Regions from separate parts of the Rattus norvegicus genome. Here region 2 is linked to region 1. The links are chromatin contacts, called in public Hi-C maps. All regions are on one chromosome and are shown on one strand. The core of a region is the stretch at or near the end of the contact, and the rest is flanking DNA. Distances in the headings are between cores, read along the strand shown.

Region 1 (4,330 bases), core at 582-3,081:
AGGCTGTCTGCTTTGACAGATGGACGATGGAGGAAGCATCCTTTGATTCAACGGGCAATTTGTAAATATGAAACAGTTGCTGGGAAATTTTATTACAGACGAACCATCTCCTCCCTTATAATGTTTGCTTCTCTTTAATGCAATTTAATTCGAGCAGAAAGGCTCGGGAGGGTACACAGGCAATGCTAAGGAGAGGTTACTGGAAACGAGACATATGGACTGAGAGAAGCAAGCCATAGATTTGGAACAGGGACGAACTGAGGCGGTCTGCCCAGCCCTGGGCTGTGCCCACGGGAAATTGAATTCAGAGCTCCCACTGCATCATAAATCCAGGGCAGCTGGCAGCAACCCAAGAGAGACTAAAGCTCAACTCCAAGGGCATCTGACGCCAGGCCGGCCAACCTCTGTAATCAGGCTTTTTGAGAGCTGGGCCCCAGCTGTGCTGGACTGGGATTAGGGTTCAACGTCATGACTACATTCATTTACAAACCTCGATACTTTGTTAATTTTAAAATGCATCCAATCCGCAGGAAAAAGAGACTCCATTTTCATTATACACGGAAGGGATAAAAGGCTGGAATTACCCTAACATCTTGAGGATGAAGAAGGGAGGAGGTGGGGAGAGGGAGAGGCTTCTTCACAGTGGGCTCATTTTCAGACGATGATGATGACGATTATTATTATTGTTATTATTTCAGACAGGGACTCACTAGGTATCTCTGGCTAACCTAGAACTCACTATATAGACCAAGCCCACGAAGAATTCATAGAGATTTGCTTGCTGTCATCAAAGCATCACACCCAATTTTTATTATTTTTAAAATTATTTTTTAAAATAAACATTTGAAAAAAAAATTATTTAGCTGGGCATGTTGGGTCATCCTTTTCTTTTTCTTTTCTTTTTTTTTTCCCCTTCGGAGCTGAGGACCGAACCCAGGGCCTTGTGCTTGCTAGGCAAGCGCTCTACCACTGAGCTAAATCCCCAACCCCTTGGCTCATCCTTTTAGTTCCAGCATTCGGGTGTCAGAGGCAGGAAGACCTCTGAGTCGAAGGTTAGCCTGGTACACACAGAGAGTTCCATGATATTGAGGGCTATGCAGAGAAACCCTGTCTCAAAAAAGTTTTTCTTTTAAATTTATTTTGTGTGTATAGGTGTTTTGCCCGCGTGTATGTATGCACCACAAGCATGCCTGGTGTCGTTGGAGGCAAGAAGAGTGTTCCAGATAACCCTCATATGAGTACAGGTGTCTTTGGAGGCCAGAAGTATCCGATCCTTTTTGGAGCTGTAGTTACAAGGGTTCTGTGAGTGCTGGAAACAAACTCTGGCTCTCTTCAAGAGCAGAGAGTGCTCTTAACAACAGAACTATCTCCTCACACAATTATTACTGTGTGTATGTCATGTTTGGACGCCCATGCATGCTGCGGTCACAGTAAAACTTATAGTTAGTTCTTTTCGTTGAGCCAATCATCATCAGCCTTCCCTTCCAGATCTTTTCCCACTCCCCTACTCCATGCACTTGCGAGTCGCAACATAGCCATTTGGTTTTGTAGAGCGGGGCGTCCTCGTGCTCCTGATAGACACGGCTTCCTCTCCAGGATGCTCTAGAGGGGCAGACACCAGGTTCGAAGGAGGGTGCAGCGCTGCAGGATCCAAGTCTCTAGGCTAAGCAGCTACTGCAGCTACTGCAAGGCCCGGCGGAGTCTGGAGGGCGGGACCACTAGGCGTCTAGTCTCCGCCCACACCCACAGAGGGGGGCGTGGTTTATGTCACGTGACGGCGCCGGAGCAGCGAGGCTCCGCCCGGCCCTCCGTGGAGGCCCGGCCGCGACCCGGGCCGCGCACGCTGAGGAGCTCCTCCGTTCTCCCCGCGACCACTTCTCCTAGTCCCGGCTTTCAGCCCAGTCGCTCCCGCCGGCTCCGGGCTCGCCGGCTGGCTGGGAGTGGCCTCAAGATGGACGAAGGCGGTGGCGGTGAGGGCGGCAGCGGTGAGTGATGGAGGTGTGGCCGGCTCTCTGGGCGGCCCTGAGGCCGGGGGTCGCGCTGTTGAGAGCCCTGGCTTGAGATGTGGGGCCGGGTGTCGGGTGGGTTGGTGGCGACCGTGGGGAGGTGCTCGGGGTAAGGCCGGGACGCGGGCTTCGCAGCGTTGGTGAGAGGACAAGTCGGAGACCGCAGGGTCGTCGCCCAGCGCGGTAGCGGGTCGCGGGTTCGAGGCCAGGGTCTTCGCTGCACAGCTCCAGGTCGCCTTTCCGAGATGGGAGCACATTGCGGGGCGACCTTCCCAGCGTCTCATTGCCAAGGGCGTCCACGCCCTCCCTAGTCCAGCTGTTTCGGACGGGCCCCTCTCCTTTTCAGCTCTCCTCAGGTGTCTGGAGCTTGGGAGCTCGTGGATGGGGAGGGGAAAGTTTTCAATTTGGACGCCTCGGGGCCCGGGGGTGGGGTCTGTTGGATCGGTCCGGGGGAGAGGAGGAAGGTTGGAAGTCATAACAACGTCTCCGGGTTTTAGATCAGAAGTACTCGTTGGGAATGGCTTAAAGGACATGAGGGACAGGCAGCTCCAGTCCAGGTCTGAGTATGCATTTTTATCAAATAGAAAAAAAAAATGCTACAGAGAAGGGGTGGGGTGCAAAAATAAAGAGGGGGGCAAATAGCTGAATGATAGAATAATTGTCTAGCATGGCCCTGAGTTTGTTCACAACACCACCAAATGGAAAATATAATTAAGAAATTAAAGGGGTCAGGTGGGATCTCTCTAAAGCCGAGGGTGGGAAGCGGGAGCCACAGCCAACAAGGCTGTAAGACTCCAGGACAGGTGTGTGTGGCAGACACCCTTCCTGAGGTGGTTATCATTTCTCAGGGGCAGACACCCTTCCAGAGGTGGGTTATCAGTTCTCGGTGTTGCTCAGGCTCTATGTGCCTGACTTTGAATTCTGTCCTCCTGCAGATGTGCTGGTTGCAAATTACTCAACGGATTACAAATTCCTGTTGTATCATTTCATGAATTTGGTTTCCCAAAACATTAAGAGTCCCCGTTCGTCGAGTGGGTCTTTGATTGAGAAAGCAAGGGGTTAATAATGTACCCATCATTTTTACCCAAACACCCCAAGTTGAAGCTGTCTGGACTTTGAGTAACGATCTTCCTTTTTGCTGACAGAATGATCAGAGTCCCATGTAATAAGGGAGTGTTTAGGGGGGAAAAAAGTCTTAATTACAGGCTGCTGGAGCAGCTGCCTGTAAGAATCAGCAATATTGAAGACTTCCCCGTGAAGTGGTTAATCAAGGTGCCTTCTAGAATTCCAGAGCTTCTCAGATTTTTTTTTTCCTTCTCTGTGAAAGAAACGGGGTGGCTGGGCTGGTAGGAAGTTGGCACTCCTCGTGGCATTTGCCAAGTTCAGTTCTCATAGTAAAAGCCAGGGGTAGCACAGTGGCACCGAGTGGGTGTTTTGTTTGTGAAAAGAAAGAGCCCAGTTGCAAACCCTCCTACAGACCGGCTGCGGGGCTGGAGGCACTGGATCCCTGTGGATGCCTTGCCTTTCGCCTATATCACAGTTTGACATAGTTTAGAAAAGACAGGACAGTGGCAATTGGACATTGGAATCCAGGAAGCTGAATTGGGGACGGCTTTGCAGGTGCTGCAGTCTGTTGAGTCAACATGTGAAAGATTTGAAGGTAAAAGCAGATACAGTGGGGGAAACTTAGAAGCCAATGTGTTTCAGCAGTCCCTGGAATTTGAGAAGTATAATGAAGGTCAATATTAAAGTAGCAGGAAGGCTTAAAGCTATCTCTGGACCATTAATGTCTCTGGATATATTAATGTACCAGAGAAACACTCTTAAAATTAAAAAAAAAAAAAAGATGTTCAGTTCAATGATACTGCACTGTCATGGCCAACAGTTAAAAAATGAGACACAGTAACCGCGACCAGGTAAGGTTACTTCAGGGAGACATTACAAATTGACAGCTGGAGCTCACTCTCCAGGAGCCACATGGTGGAGGAGGGCCCTGCCGCCCACAAGTTGTCTTCTGACCTCCTCAGGCAAGCAGCAACAAGCTTGCGCACACATGCAGTTTTAAAAAGTTACCAAGGACAAGCAGTTCTTTTATACATTCTGATCTAAACAATGTAAATACTGCTGTCATTATGGATTTTCTCTTATATTTCCCAGGTTTTTTGAATAAGAACACATGCTTTCAAATTTAGACCAAAAAAAAAAAAATCTGGGCTTATAAAAGATCCACATATTTTAAACATACAGCGTGATTTAATTCACCTTCCTGGAACATTTGACAACAAAGAGATTTATTGATTTTTTTTTCTTTCCCTGCTGGAATG
Region 2 (4,330 bases), core at 1,306-3,805, 56 kb before region 1:
ACTCTTGACCACTGAGCCATTGCTGTGGCCCTTAATGAAATATTCCTAAGCCCAGAGTGTAAACTGGTCTGCCACCGAGTCTGACAAACTGGGTTTGATCCTCAGAACCCCCCCGGTGGAGGGAGAGCACTGTCTCCCCAAAGTAGTTCCCTGACTTCCATGTCCACGTGAATGCTGTGGCACAGGTGCATGTGCACCCCAAAATGACAAGCAGTTAAGTAAGTGTAAAGGGTTGTGGCCTGATGCTCTCTTTTAATGCCAGTGGCTTACCGTGATTCCTTGTGCATTTTCGTAGATGTGTCAAGAAGACATGTTTAGTGATGAACTGGGGTAAACGCGCATGTATAAATAGCTTGCAAGCTATTTAGTATCTTAGAGATGTTTCGAGCACCACTTAGGATTTGTTCAGATAAAGCAGTTTTCTGGGATAAACTCCAGGCTTTCTCTCTGTTAAATATTTTTGTTTTAGCCTGTTACAGAACAATTCCCAGAGTAGCTACTTCCTGTCTTCTGCTGGGTCTTACATGCGCTATTCAAAACTCTTCTGATATGTTCTGCAGGATCACAGAACTTGGCGGGAATTTATTCTAGAAATTGGTGTCTTTGCATTACATGGCTCTACAAAGAAGTTTATATTTTAATCCCGTTTATTTAATGTGTGTGTGTGCACATGCGCATATGTATGAGCTTTCGTGCACACACATGCATGCTGGCAAGAGAACCACAGGGATAATATAGAGGTTAGAAAGCAAATTTCCGGGCTGTAGGTTGTGGTACAAACACCCGCACTCTGGAGGCAGAGGCAGGTGGATTTTTTTTTTTTTTTGGTTCTTTTTTTCGGAGCTGGGGACCGAACCCAGGACCTTGCGCTTCCTAGGCAAGCGCTCTACCACTGAGCTAAATCCCCAACCCCCAAGTGGATCTTTATGAGTTCGAAGCCAGCCTGGTCTACCAGACAGCCAGGGTTACACAGTGAGACCATGTATCAAGACAAAATAAAACAACAACAAAAAAGCCAGACACACTTCTTGAACTCCAGCACTTGAAAGGCAGAGATAGACAGATCTCTGTGTGTTCTAGGCTAGCGTGATCTACAGAGTAAATTTCAGGACAGCCAGAGGGCTATACAGAGAAACACTGTCTCAAAAAATAAACAAACAAAACCCAAACAACGACAAACCAGGTTTGAAGTAGCTTCTCTTCCCCCATCCGGGTCCTGGGACTTGAACTTAGATGATAAGGCTTGGCTAAAATTACCTTAACCCTCTGAGCCATCCAGCTGGCCCCCACAGTTTTTCAGATAGGCTCTTATGTAGCCCAAGCTGTCCCGGAACTGGTGAGCCTCCTGCCTCAGCCTCCTGAGTACGGATTACAGGTGTACGCCTCCACATTCTTCACTGAGGTAGTTAACAACTATTTTCTCAGGGTCTTGAATGGACACAGGCTGACCTCAAATTCACTGTGTGGCTGAGAATGACCTTACACTTCTGTTTATACTGCGAGTAACATCTCTCTGCCTTGGTTTTATATTAGTTCGTGTATTTTGAAATATAGTCTTGAATCCTTTCTTTTTTTTTTTTTTTCCCTCGGAGCTGGGGACCAAACCCAGGGCTTTGCGCTTGCTAGGCAAGCGCTCTACCACAGAGCTAAATGCCCAACCCTTTCTTGTGTAGTATCAAACGTTTTCAAAACCTCTTTTTATCATATACCTTTTGAAACATTTCCCCCTTTTTTCTTTCACATTTTATTATCTTAAAATGTGTGTGTGTGTGTGTGTGTGTGTGTGTGTGTGTATGCGCACGCATGCACGTGTTGGCTCTGTACGTGAGAGTGTAGGTGCTTGTGAAGGCCAGAAGAGGGCACTGTATTTGGATCCCTGGAGCAGGAGTCACAGGTGGTTGTGAGCTACCCATCATGAATGCTGAGAATCGAACTCATGTTCTCTGTGAGAGCACTAAGTCCCTTAACTACTGAGCCATCTCTCCAGCCCCATCTTCTCCTTTAGCACCTACACTCCACCCTGTTGATGCTAGGCTAGGGCTCTACAGCTGAGTCATGCCCACAGTGCCTCACTGGGATATTCTGCGATATTCCAGGCCTGTGCTCCCAGCATCTGAAACAGTTTTTCATTCTCCTGCAGCCCAAACGCGCAACTTCCAGCAGTCGAGCCAGCTGCCCTCAACGCACTCCAGATGAAATCCACATTCAGGTTTAAAACTTGACCTTGGCACTGGTGCTGGGACCGTTCATCAAATTTGGGATGATTCATGAGAACATCCTGTACCGTCCCCCCACAAGAGCCACTGGAGACTCGAAATATGAGAGCCGATGCCCAAGACGGGGAGGCAGGACTTGAAAGTATCTGTCCCCCTGGAACCACGAGGACCGTGAGGCTTCTTAAGGTGCCCTTGGGCATCTTCCAGCTCCAGGCAGGGCTTGGCCACCCTCGTTGCCCCCAATATTACCTCTTTTCCCATAAATAGGATTTGGAGCATTCCTCATGTGACATAATGCATTTTAGAGTCAGAGACAGGAAGTGAGTGTTTTCCGACCCGCCTGTGAGATTCCCTGGAGATGGAGCTGGGCAGGGAAGGGCGTTCCTTTTCTGTCCCACTCTTCTGAAGACTATTAGGGCCGGGTTAGAAGGTGGCTATCTTTTCTCTTTTTTCCCTTCTCTACCATTTTTATTTTACTGTGTGTGAAGTGTGAGTGTGTATTTCTTTGTGTATGTTTGTGTATGTATGTGTTTGTGTGTGGGTATGTTTATGTGCATATGTGCGTGTGTCTGTATATGTGTGTACGTGTGTTTATGTGTGTGTATATTTGTGTGTGTATGTTTGCATGTGGTATGTATGATATACATGTGTATATGTGTGTGTGAGAGAGATATAAGCATGTTTATGTATGTTTGTGTGTATGTGTGTCTGTGTATATGTGTGTGCGTATATTTATGTGTGTATGTTTATGTGTGTGTATGTTTGGGTATGGTGTGTATGATGTATCTATATATGTGTATGTGTTGTGTATATGTATATGTATGTTTGTGTGTATGTTTGATGTTTGTGTGTGTGTGATGTACATGTATGTGTGTGATGTATATGTGTGCATGTATGTTTATGTATATGTATGTTTATGTGTATGTGTGTTTGTGTGTATATGGTGTGTATGTACATGTGTGTGTCCCATGCATGTGTGTCTGGAAGACAGAGCACATTATCTTCCTTAATCACTCTCCATTTCTTTCTCTCTGTTTTGTTTCTGAGACAGGGTTCTTTGTGTGGTCCTGGCTGTCCTGGAACTTGCTCTGTAGGTCAGGCTGGCCTCAAACTCAGAGATCCATCTACTTCTCCCTCCCAAGGGTGACCACCTCTGCCCAGCCACTCTCTCCTTATTTGAGGCAAGGTTTGTCACTGAGCCTGGAGCTTCCTGATTTTGACAGGCTGGCTGGCCAGTGAGTCCCAGGAATCCTCATGTCTCTGCCTCTCCAGAGCCAGGGTCACAGGTGTGCAAAGTCATGCCCAGTTTTTGTGTGAGTGCTCGGGTTAAGTCTTCATGCTTGCATAGCAAGGATTTTATGGACTCATCTTCCCAGCTCCTAGAAGAGCTTTTTAAAACACCAGTCTAAAAGCATAGTAAATTCTTTTCTTTTTTAAGATTTACTTTCAAGTGTGTGTGTATACATGTGTAATTATTCAGAGTTCTCTAAAGGAGCAGAACTCACGGAATGGTCGTATATGTGGATGTGTGTCTACTTTTTGTAACGAGGATTTTTTTTAGAGTGGCTTACAGGCTGAGATCTGAGTGCTCCCACAATGGCTGTCTCCCAGGCTGAGATCTGAGTGCTCCCACAATGGCTGTCTCCCGATGGACAGGCCAAGAATCCAACAGATGCTCAGTCCACAGGGCTGGATGTCTCAGCAGTCCTCATCTGTTGTTGGAGTCCCAGCGGATTCCTAGATCTAGAGATGCTGGGTTTTTTTTGTCTATGCCAGAATCCCAAAGAAGTCCCTTCTAACACCAGTGAAGGAGTGCCTCAGCAGCGGATTAAATGAACTTGCCAACAAGAGTGAGGGCAAGCAGGCAAAATGCAAAAGCTTCTTTCTTTCATGTCCTATTATGTGGGGATGCCACCAGAAGGTAAAGCCCAGGTATAGGATGAGTCTTCCTGTCTCAAAGGATGCAATCAATAAAAGCCCTCATAGACACGTCCAGGTGCTTGGGTTTTAGTCGCTCACAGACATAGTTGACTGAGACTTATTCACAGCATGTGTCTGTGCATGGGCAGCAATTGCAGGTGCCAGGAGAAGCGAGGGGCTTTGGATCCTCTGGA

The links. A called contact is a pair of places that touch in the nucleus more often than the background predicts.
Region 2: a Hi-C map of psoas muscle shows a contact between it and region 1, with 2.5 times the contacts expected there. The contact joins the enhancer-like site here to the promoter of Cyth3 in region 1. A contact is called at or near these places in 4 of 12 Hi-C or Micro-C datasets (the Rat2 cell line, Schwann cells, frontal cortex and 1 more).

Annotation. Positions count from the first base shown.
Region 1 is chr12:16,044,929-16,049,258 of GRCr8, reverse strand. It overlaps Cyth3 (cytohesin 3), which reads left to right and starts at 1,831. Exons shown (of 13, transcript NM_053912.2): 1 at 1,831-1,985. The coding sequence starts at 1,952.
Region 2 is chr12:16,101,821-16,106,150 of GRCr8, reverse strand. No RefSeq gene overlaps it. Among named protein-coding and RNA genes, the nearest start is that of Fam220a, 24 kb to the left of the region's middle. Within about 2 kb of position 2,555, at least 17 of the 93 cell types and tissues checked have an H3K27ac peak or open chromatin away from gene starts, as enhancers often do.